Regions from separate parts of the Canis lupus genome. Here region 1 is linked to region 2. A link is a contact called in public Hi-C data. All regions are on one chromosome and are shown on one strand. The core of a region is the stretch at or near the end of the contact, and the rest is flanking DNA. Distances in the headings are between cores, read along the strand shown. Region 1 overlaps LRMDA (leucine-rich melanocyte differentiation-associated protein). Region 2 overlaps LRMDA (leucine-rich melanocyte differentiation-associated protein).

The links. A called contact is a pair of places that touch in the nucleus more often than the background predicts.
Region 1: a Hi-C map of skin fibroblasts shows a contact between it and region 2, with 5 times the contacts expected there. The contact joins two enhancer-like sites. A contact is called at or near these places in 2 of 9 Hi-C or Micro-C datasets (amygdala and skin fibroblasts).

What each region holds. Positions count from the first base shown.
Region 1 is chr4:27,352,027-27,355,898 of UU_Cfam_GSD_1.0, forward strand. All of the region lies in intron 6 of LRMDA (leucine-rich melanocyte differentiation-associated protein), which reads left to right. Among named protein-coding and RNA genes, the nearest start is that of KCNMA1, 930 kb to the right of the region's middle. Within about 2 kb of position 1,650, at least 3 of the 20 cell types and tissues checked have an H3K27ac peak or open chromatin away from gene starts, as enhancers often do.
Region 2 is chr4:26,909,917-26,913,395 of UU_Cfam_GSD_1.0, forward strand. LRMDA (leucine-rich melanocyte differentiation-associated protein) reads left to right here. Exons shown (of 7, transcript XM_038534451.1): 3 at 1,222-1,348. Among named protein-coding and RNA genes, the nearest start is that of LRMDA, 570 kb to the left of the region's middle. Within about 2 kb of position 1,960, at least 3 of the 20 cell types and tissues checked have an H3K27ac peak or open chromatin away from gene starts, as enhancers often do.

The sequences.
Region 1 (3,872 bases), core at 400-2,899, 440 kb after region 2:
TTTGGGGTGTAGATGCATCCTAACCCTTGGATTGTGTGGCCCACACTGTGGTTTATACTGTTGACCAATGCTTGGTAGAAAGCAGCACATCATATAACCCCACCTTTCGGGTTCTCTCGTGCATCCAACGTATTGATCTTTGTCCTGCACACTGTTTGTGCTAAGAAATGAATAAAAACTATCATTTACTTTAACATATAACAAGCATTGCAAGTAGAAAGAGCCAATCCAAAATAAAACTGAGAGCAGCTAAAGCTGCACATAACATAATTTATTATGGATCAAAAAAAAAAAAAAAAAGAAAAGAAAGGAAAAGAAAAGAAAAGAAAGGAAAGAAAACTGACCAAGATTTATATCTTGTTGGTAGATTGAAAACTGTACATATTCATGGGGAGAAATTAGCCTTGGTGGAAATAGGGAAAACAAAATAAAACTGAAATGAGCCAAAACCACACACAATAAAGTGAGTTGACTAAACTTTAACAGAAGGCACAAGTCTTCCTGTCCCAATTCAGATCTGCAAAACTTTGCTCACGGTAATGTGACTTTGTGGAAATTGATGACTCTCAGATTTAGAAGCCATACCGGGTAAACTTTGATATCGGGCGAAAGCTGGAGAATTTTGCTTGATGTAAAAAATACACGGAAAAAGAACTGCTTCCATTGAAAATAAACTCGATAAAAGAGAAGTGAAATGTCAAAAGTAGCATATAGTTTCACTTTGCATTTAACAATTAAGGCATTAAATTGGCTAAATGGAGTTCGCTCTGAATAATTAGTGCTTTCTCAGAGAAAAAAACACCAGGCTCGTCTGCATGTTTATTATATTCATAAGCATGAAGCCAAAGCATCCTTGTGGTCAAAATGGGAGAATTCCAACGTCTCCGTCGCAGTGTATCAGGGGCAGCATAGCAGGGCACCCTACTCCCACGGCTCGTGGGGATGTTTGTGTAATAAAGGAGAAGAGGTCAGGAGTGTGCTCACTTGTGAGGCTAGGAGACGTCCCCCACACAGCTCTGTTGGAGGGGTGGCTGCAGCACTCAGCAAGGACCCTGTGCCCCGAGTCGATGCAGGAGGCAGCGAGGGCCCTTACAGGTGTTTGGGGGTTTAGCAAGCATCGCACAACCATGGCATCTGATTCCAACCCAAGAAGCAGATTATAATCCAAGACCCTTGCCTAAAATCACACTTAGCTAGTTTGGGAAGGAAGCCTCTCACTCTCTTCTTTGACTTCTCTCTGTTTTTTTTTTTTTTTTTTCTTTCCACATTTAATTGATCGTCTTACACATATTGCCAGGTGGTGCACTCCACCCTGGAGATTTTCAGGAGGTACAGTTAGTGTCATGACTTCTCCAGGGTCCCTCAGCTTAGTTTAAGAAGCTTCTCTCGCCCCTGAGCACAGATGAACAAAATAATGAAATATTGAGCCCAAGTATTAAAACAATTTCAACATGAAGGACAGTTTGGAGTAGTACAGAAAAGAAAAAGGAAATGCCAGTACAAAGATTAAATTTAGTGCAAAACCTGTAAAGTTTTGTTAACGGTATCTCCAAGTCCTTCTCTGACTCCTCTACCCTCTGCTGGGTGGAGCCTTCCCCCTTTCCTTCCCAGCCTGAGGCTCCTCCCAGGGGCCGCAGACAAAGGGAAGATCTGCAAGGCAGGGAGGATGGACTTTGTCCTCCTTCCACACAAACAGCTCCTAAGTGACCCCTTCCCTTGAGACCTTTTAAAATCTCTCTTCTTTTCATTTGGCCTTAGTATGTAAGTAGCTGACTGAAGGAGGATGTTGTGCTGGGGCCTGTAATCCTGCAAGCTCTGCTCAACCCAGGGTCATACCCACAGCAGAGCTGATAGCACGTCACACAGGCTGACCTCGAGGTTTGCTCCAGCCACTTCTCAAGATCATAAAACGTGGGCGTTTATTCCCTTCCAGCTCCCAGTTTACTCGCGGCCCACATGTAACAAAGACCCACAAATGTGCTTTCTGGGGGAATGTCCTTCCCCGTGTATGATGTTTACAGCTCTTAAGACTGGATGATAACATTCACTTCACTTCTCTCTTTCCAGCCAGATATTGTGATTGCTTTGTTTCTGTGGGAGGAGAGTGTTCAGCATAAAAACAACCCTGGTGCTCAGGAATTGAGACTGTTGCCTTCTGTTATTTTGCCCCCTTCTTGAAGAAGGCACATACTCAATGTGTACATAGTCTTAAGATGTTTCAGACATGTAGGCTTAGCAGAGGTGAAGGTATGAGCGTTCAGGAATTGAAATTCCTGACTTTGTGGATTCTGTTCAAATTGTGTATAGATAATAATTTCAGCAGTGCTAATTTATCCATTCAACAAGTATTTATTGAACACCTTCTCTGCACTGTTTCAGCGCCTGGGCATTAGAGATTGGGGAGGAAGGAGTATTGTAGAGGTGGCATATTCACAGGTATATATAGTGTCACTTGGAAGCATAGTTCTAGAATCTTCTGCAGTCGACCAGAATGACTCTCAAGATACTGTTTCTCTGTCCCTGGATCCACCTCTTTACAACACTGTCATCACTCCCCCCCTCCCGCCCCCCGCCGCAGAGGCCATGAACAGTCTAGTTCCTTTATTTGTACAGATTGGAAAATAGGAGTTCTGCAAGAACCTCTGTCCCTTGCCTGTGCTGTAGTGCTGCCTAATTGTAAGCTCCTAGTGATCACAAACAGATCAAAATCTGTTTGTCATTACACAGCTGTACTTACATTTGTGATAATAGCATTTTAAATGGTGATTACCAAAACTAATATTAATAATGATCATAGAGTTGATACTTTTTATTTTATTTAACAAATTTGAATTGATTGGTCCAACCTGTCCCCCATTATCAAATAAGTTTTTGTATTTGTATGTTTGTGTGTGTCTAGATCATTATTGTTTAACAACTAAGATACAAGTGGACAACCACTTACTCTGATATTTGGAGTTGAGCTTTGTTGAGTCAGAAGTTACTAAGTTAATGAGCTCCTATCAAAGCTAATGGGACATGGGCTAGTTTGCGGGACGTCCTTCCCAGCTCTGAGTGTGAAATACAGGTTGAACAAACTGTAGTAGAACTTTTCCTTGGGGATTTTGAGGTCCAGCAGAACTCCTCTTCTATGTATTATGGGAATGTTGGCTGGATGGATTTCAAGAACTAACTTAGTTGAAATCAAATTTTTGATTAACTGACCATTGGATTTGTCTTCTCCATCAGTCAGCATTGGATCTGACATCCCTGTCTTCATAAGGGAAGCATTTGAAAACACTAAATCACTTATTTCAGAGCTAGAATGAACTTCCAAGATCATCTGGCCCCCTTGCCTTCATTTTGCAAATGGGGAATGCAGCCCAGTAAGGAAGAGGGACATGTGCATGGTCCCATAACCATTAGGGTCAGAGCTGGATTTAAATGCAGGTCTACTCCCACCTCTCCTTAATAAATAGACAGCAGAAATGCAACTGGAAGTACAAGGCCATCTGGGAGATTGGGGAACCCAGGGGTCTTTGCTGGACTCCGGATGAGGGTGCAAGGAATTTCTACTCAGGACTCTCAGGGTCTTCCCCAGCAAAGTCTCTAGTACTGCCCCACCATCACAGCCTTGTATCAAAAGAAAAGAGGCTGCTTCTCACCCCTCAGGCAGCCCCAAGGTCATAACTTAACCTGCGTAATTAGAACATCCATTCCAGAGGGGGAAACATTTAAAAGATAAAGGACCTCTTTAAAACAGATTCTTCCCAATACATTTTTTTCATAATTATAGTTTTAAAAGCTTATGGTGATGGGAGAGCTGGCTACTTAAGAAAAATTAGGAGTCTCATTTGGCAGGAGAAGATTCCCCAGGGGACAGCACACTGTCA
Region 2 (3,479 bases), core at 710-3,209:
TCCCTCCACCGGGCGGCTTTCTTTAATTAACGTCTGTGAGCCGGGCTGGGGGGGCTGGGGGGGGGGCAGCACATGCACACAACAGCCCCTCAACGCCTCTACCCCCCCATCCCAACACTCCCAAGACCATAACCTTAAGAGTTAACTTCAGCTAAGTATAAAAACAAGGCTATTTTCCCCTTCCTGGTACTTTTTTTTTTTTTCCTCCTCCTCCTCCTTCTTCTTCTTCTTCTTCTTCTTCTTCCCTGAGCCGGGTACTTAATTCTTTCAGATGCTTGATTATTTACTGCCTTGACATCTACATTGCTGCATTCCACGCTTCTTTCAAAAATAAAGTGAGAAATCCACTTTCCATAAATTAAAACCCTAACTTCATGCCAGGAAACCTTGAAACAGAAATCCCCCCCCCCCAACTCCTTCCTGAAGCCACGCCCCCCTCCCCTCCACCAAAACAAAAACAGAAAAGAAAAAGAAATCAGGAAAGAGAAAGAAGCAGCCCTCTCCCGACTGGAGTGATCATGTGCTCCTGCAGATGCCTGGCCTTTGGGGGCAGCCACAGGGACACTGGGCAGACGCAAATTAAGTGATTAGTAAAGAAAAAAAAAAAAGAAAAGAAAAAAGAAAAGAAAAAAGCAGAGTGTGTGTGTGTGTGTGGGGGGGGAGCGAGAAGTCAACGGCAGCAAAGAGGGAGAAAGGAAGGCTGCCTCGCCTTTTCCTGGACTGTGCAGAGGAGAACCGCTAAGAAATGATACTTGAAGTTATATTTATTATTGTAAGAGGGGTATGATATTTCTGGGCAGGAATGATGGATGACAACTTAAATTTGTGTCCAGGGAATGAAGGTGAACTGTGACAGAGTTATTTATCTTGGGAATGGAGGTTAGGGTCAGCCGAGGCTGGGTGCCTGAAGGCACAAGACATTGACAAATTTATCCTGCAGGCCGTATCTGAAGCCCTTTGTTTTGGATCCTGGCTACTCACTAAGTGACCCTCATCCTTCATGTTGGCAACGCGTGAAGGATGCGGGGAGTGCCAGCGGCCCCTTCCCCCGCCGCCCCCACCGGGCTCCCGCCACTAATTCTTGTCATTCACTTTGCTGACAGGCACCAAGCCCAAACTATTCCCAGTCCTGAAAGGGAAGGTTAAAATATTTATTTCGGCTCATAATGGCCTCCCTGATTTAGTGCAGGATCATTTTTCCTGTTGCCTTTGTCATTGCAGGTCACTGGAAGGACTGAGCGCGTTCGGGAGCCTGGAGGAACTCATCCTGGACAACAATCTGCTGGGGAACGACCTCGTGTTGCCAGGGTTACCCAGGCTCCATACCTTAACCCTGAACAAGAACCAGATATCCTTGGCCCTGCCCGCTGCCTCTGCTCCCCCCCTGCCCCGCCTGGGCCCGGCCCGCACAAGCCTCCCCCCACCCCCCCGCCCCCCACAAATACCTGCGAAATGTCAAATGAGTTTTATGTGTCAGCTAAATTAAAGTATGTGAAATGCAGTCCATGGGCAGACAAAGCGTTCTGTCTTCTGGCACTCGGGACACTTCAGAGTAATTTATTATAGGTCATTCATAAATGAAATGCACCATTATATCTTCCTGTTGCTCCATTTTAGTGTAGAGATCTAAGTTATGGCTGTGAAGAAATCTTTTTAATAGATAAAAATAGAGAAAGAAAATAATGTCACTGCTGCCGAGAAGGCAGAGCCAGGCTCTGTTTGCTTGGGCTCGTGTGGGAGGGCGACCTCTGGTGGGAAGTAGCGGGTGGTGCCTCTCAGCAAACTTGGCCATCACGGAGGTTTCTGGAAGGCTCTGGTGCAGGCTGGGGAACAGGTCAGGCCGAGGAAGGGGGAAGGGGCAAAGAGGGGAGGTATGGGTGAGGCCCAGGCATAGCTCTGCCTTCTGCGCTGTGTACTGTCCTGGAGCGACGACAGAGGTCTTGCTCGGTTGCATGTCTTCTCCTGAAGTGGGTGAGGACCTGGGCAGCCTGGGATGAGGCCCCAGGGGCGTGACCTGGTCTGGATTGCATAGACAGGCTGAGAATGGACTTGGTAGCTTTCTGCAGCATAAGGCGCCTAATTCCGTAGTACAGTTAGGGCTTCCCGAGCTGCCACAGCGCCAGCTGTGAGGCGGGGAGTGTTGCCTATTTTGTTGACTCCTGTCTCCTTCAGGAGCAGAGCTTCGGTGAATGTTTGTGGGATGAATGAATGAGTGACTATCATCAGCTCTTCTTTATTGAGCACTTCTGTGGGTCAGGCACTTCACTGGCTAATTTTAGGTGTTTTTTTGTTTTTGTTTTTGTTTTTTTGTTTGTTTGTTTTTTTTTGGCAAACCCTGGGAGAGGATCTCCATTTACCTAAATGAGGAAAGAGGTGAAGTTTAGATCCACAGCCAGACATTGACCAAAATGCTGGGTCTCAGATTTAGTCTGACCGTAGCCGTATCCAAAATTCTTTCCGTTCTCCCGGGCTGCTTCAGACTTGAAGTCCAGTCACTGTGTTTTATGAGTGAAACATTTCAGACCTAGAGTAGTTTAATTACTCGTTCATGTTCACATGATAAGTTAGAAGTAAAGGGATCAGGGCATTTGCCCTAGAGGGTGAAATAAAACCAGGTATATCTGTTACATTTACCATGTATGTATATGTCTGCTTTAAGAATGATAGGCCAAATCATTTCTTAGCCTCAGTTTATACTTCAAGTCATAAGACAGTATTTTCTTTATTGGATAAAATATGCTACTGTTGGCATTATAAGTTGGCACTTTGATAGAGGTAGAAGGAGAGAGCCCACAAGTAAATATCTAGTCTTTATCATAATGCAGTATTGATGGATTTTTTTTCTTCTCCTATCCTTTGGTCAACTAACTTCCCTAGTCATTGTTTGAAAAATTATTACAGTCTGTGTGTCTAATGGGTCCCTTGACTGTCTTAGGTGATCAATTGGGTGATATCCTCAAGTCAATCAAGAACAAAAGGATTATTAGAATAGAATTGGATGAGAGGGCTCCTCTTTGAGGCCCCAGTGGTTATGTCCTTTGCCCCACACCTTTGGACTTGGGTTTATGAGTCAGCATAATCATGTTTAGCTATGTGGCTGTGGACAGGTAGCCTCTGAAAGCCTCTGTTTCTCATTTTGTGTGTATGTGTGATGTCACAGCTTTCATTTGCCTGTTAGGAGAACTGCTTAAAAAAAAAGAACGTATGAAAGCCTTATTTGAATGTTGGAATCAAAGTGCCATGACAATGTGAACCAAACAGTTTTCTGCATGGGTGAAAACCCAGCTGCCTCTGCCCTTGGATATTGTCAAGTTGGCAAAAGAAGGAACAGTGTCATGAGAAGGACTTCCCAAATAGCCCATACATCAACGCACAAGGACTTTGTCTGACAAGTGCTGTACAAATGCTATTCCCAAATTCAATTCCTCTTCTCCCCTCAGCACACTTCCTGGCCAGTTCTCCGTTGCATTAATTGGTGC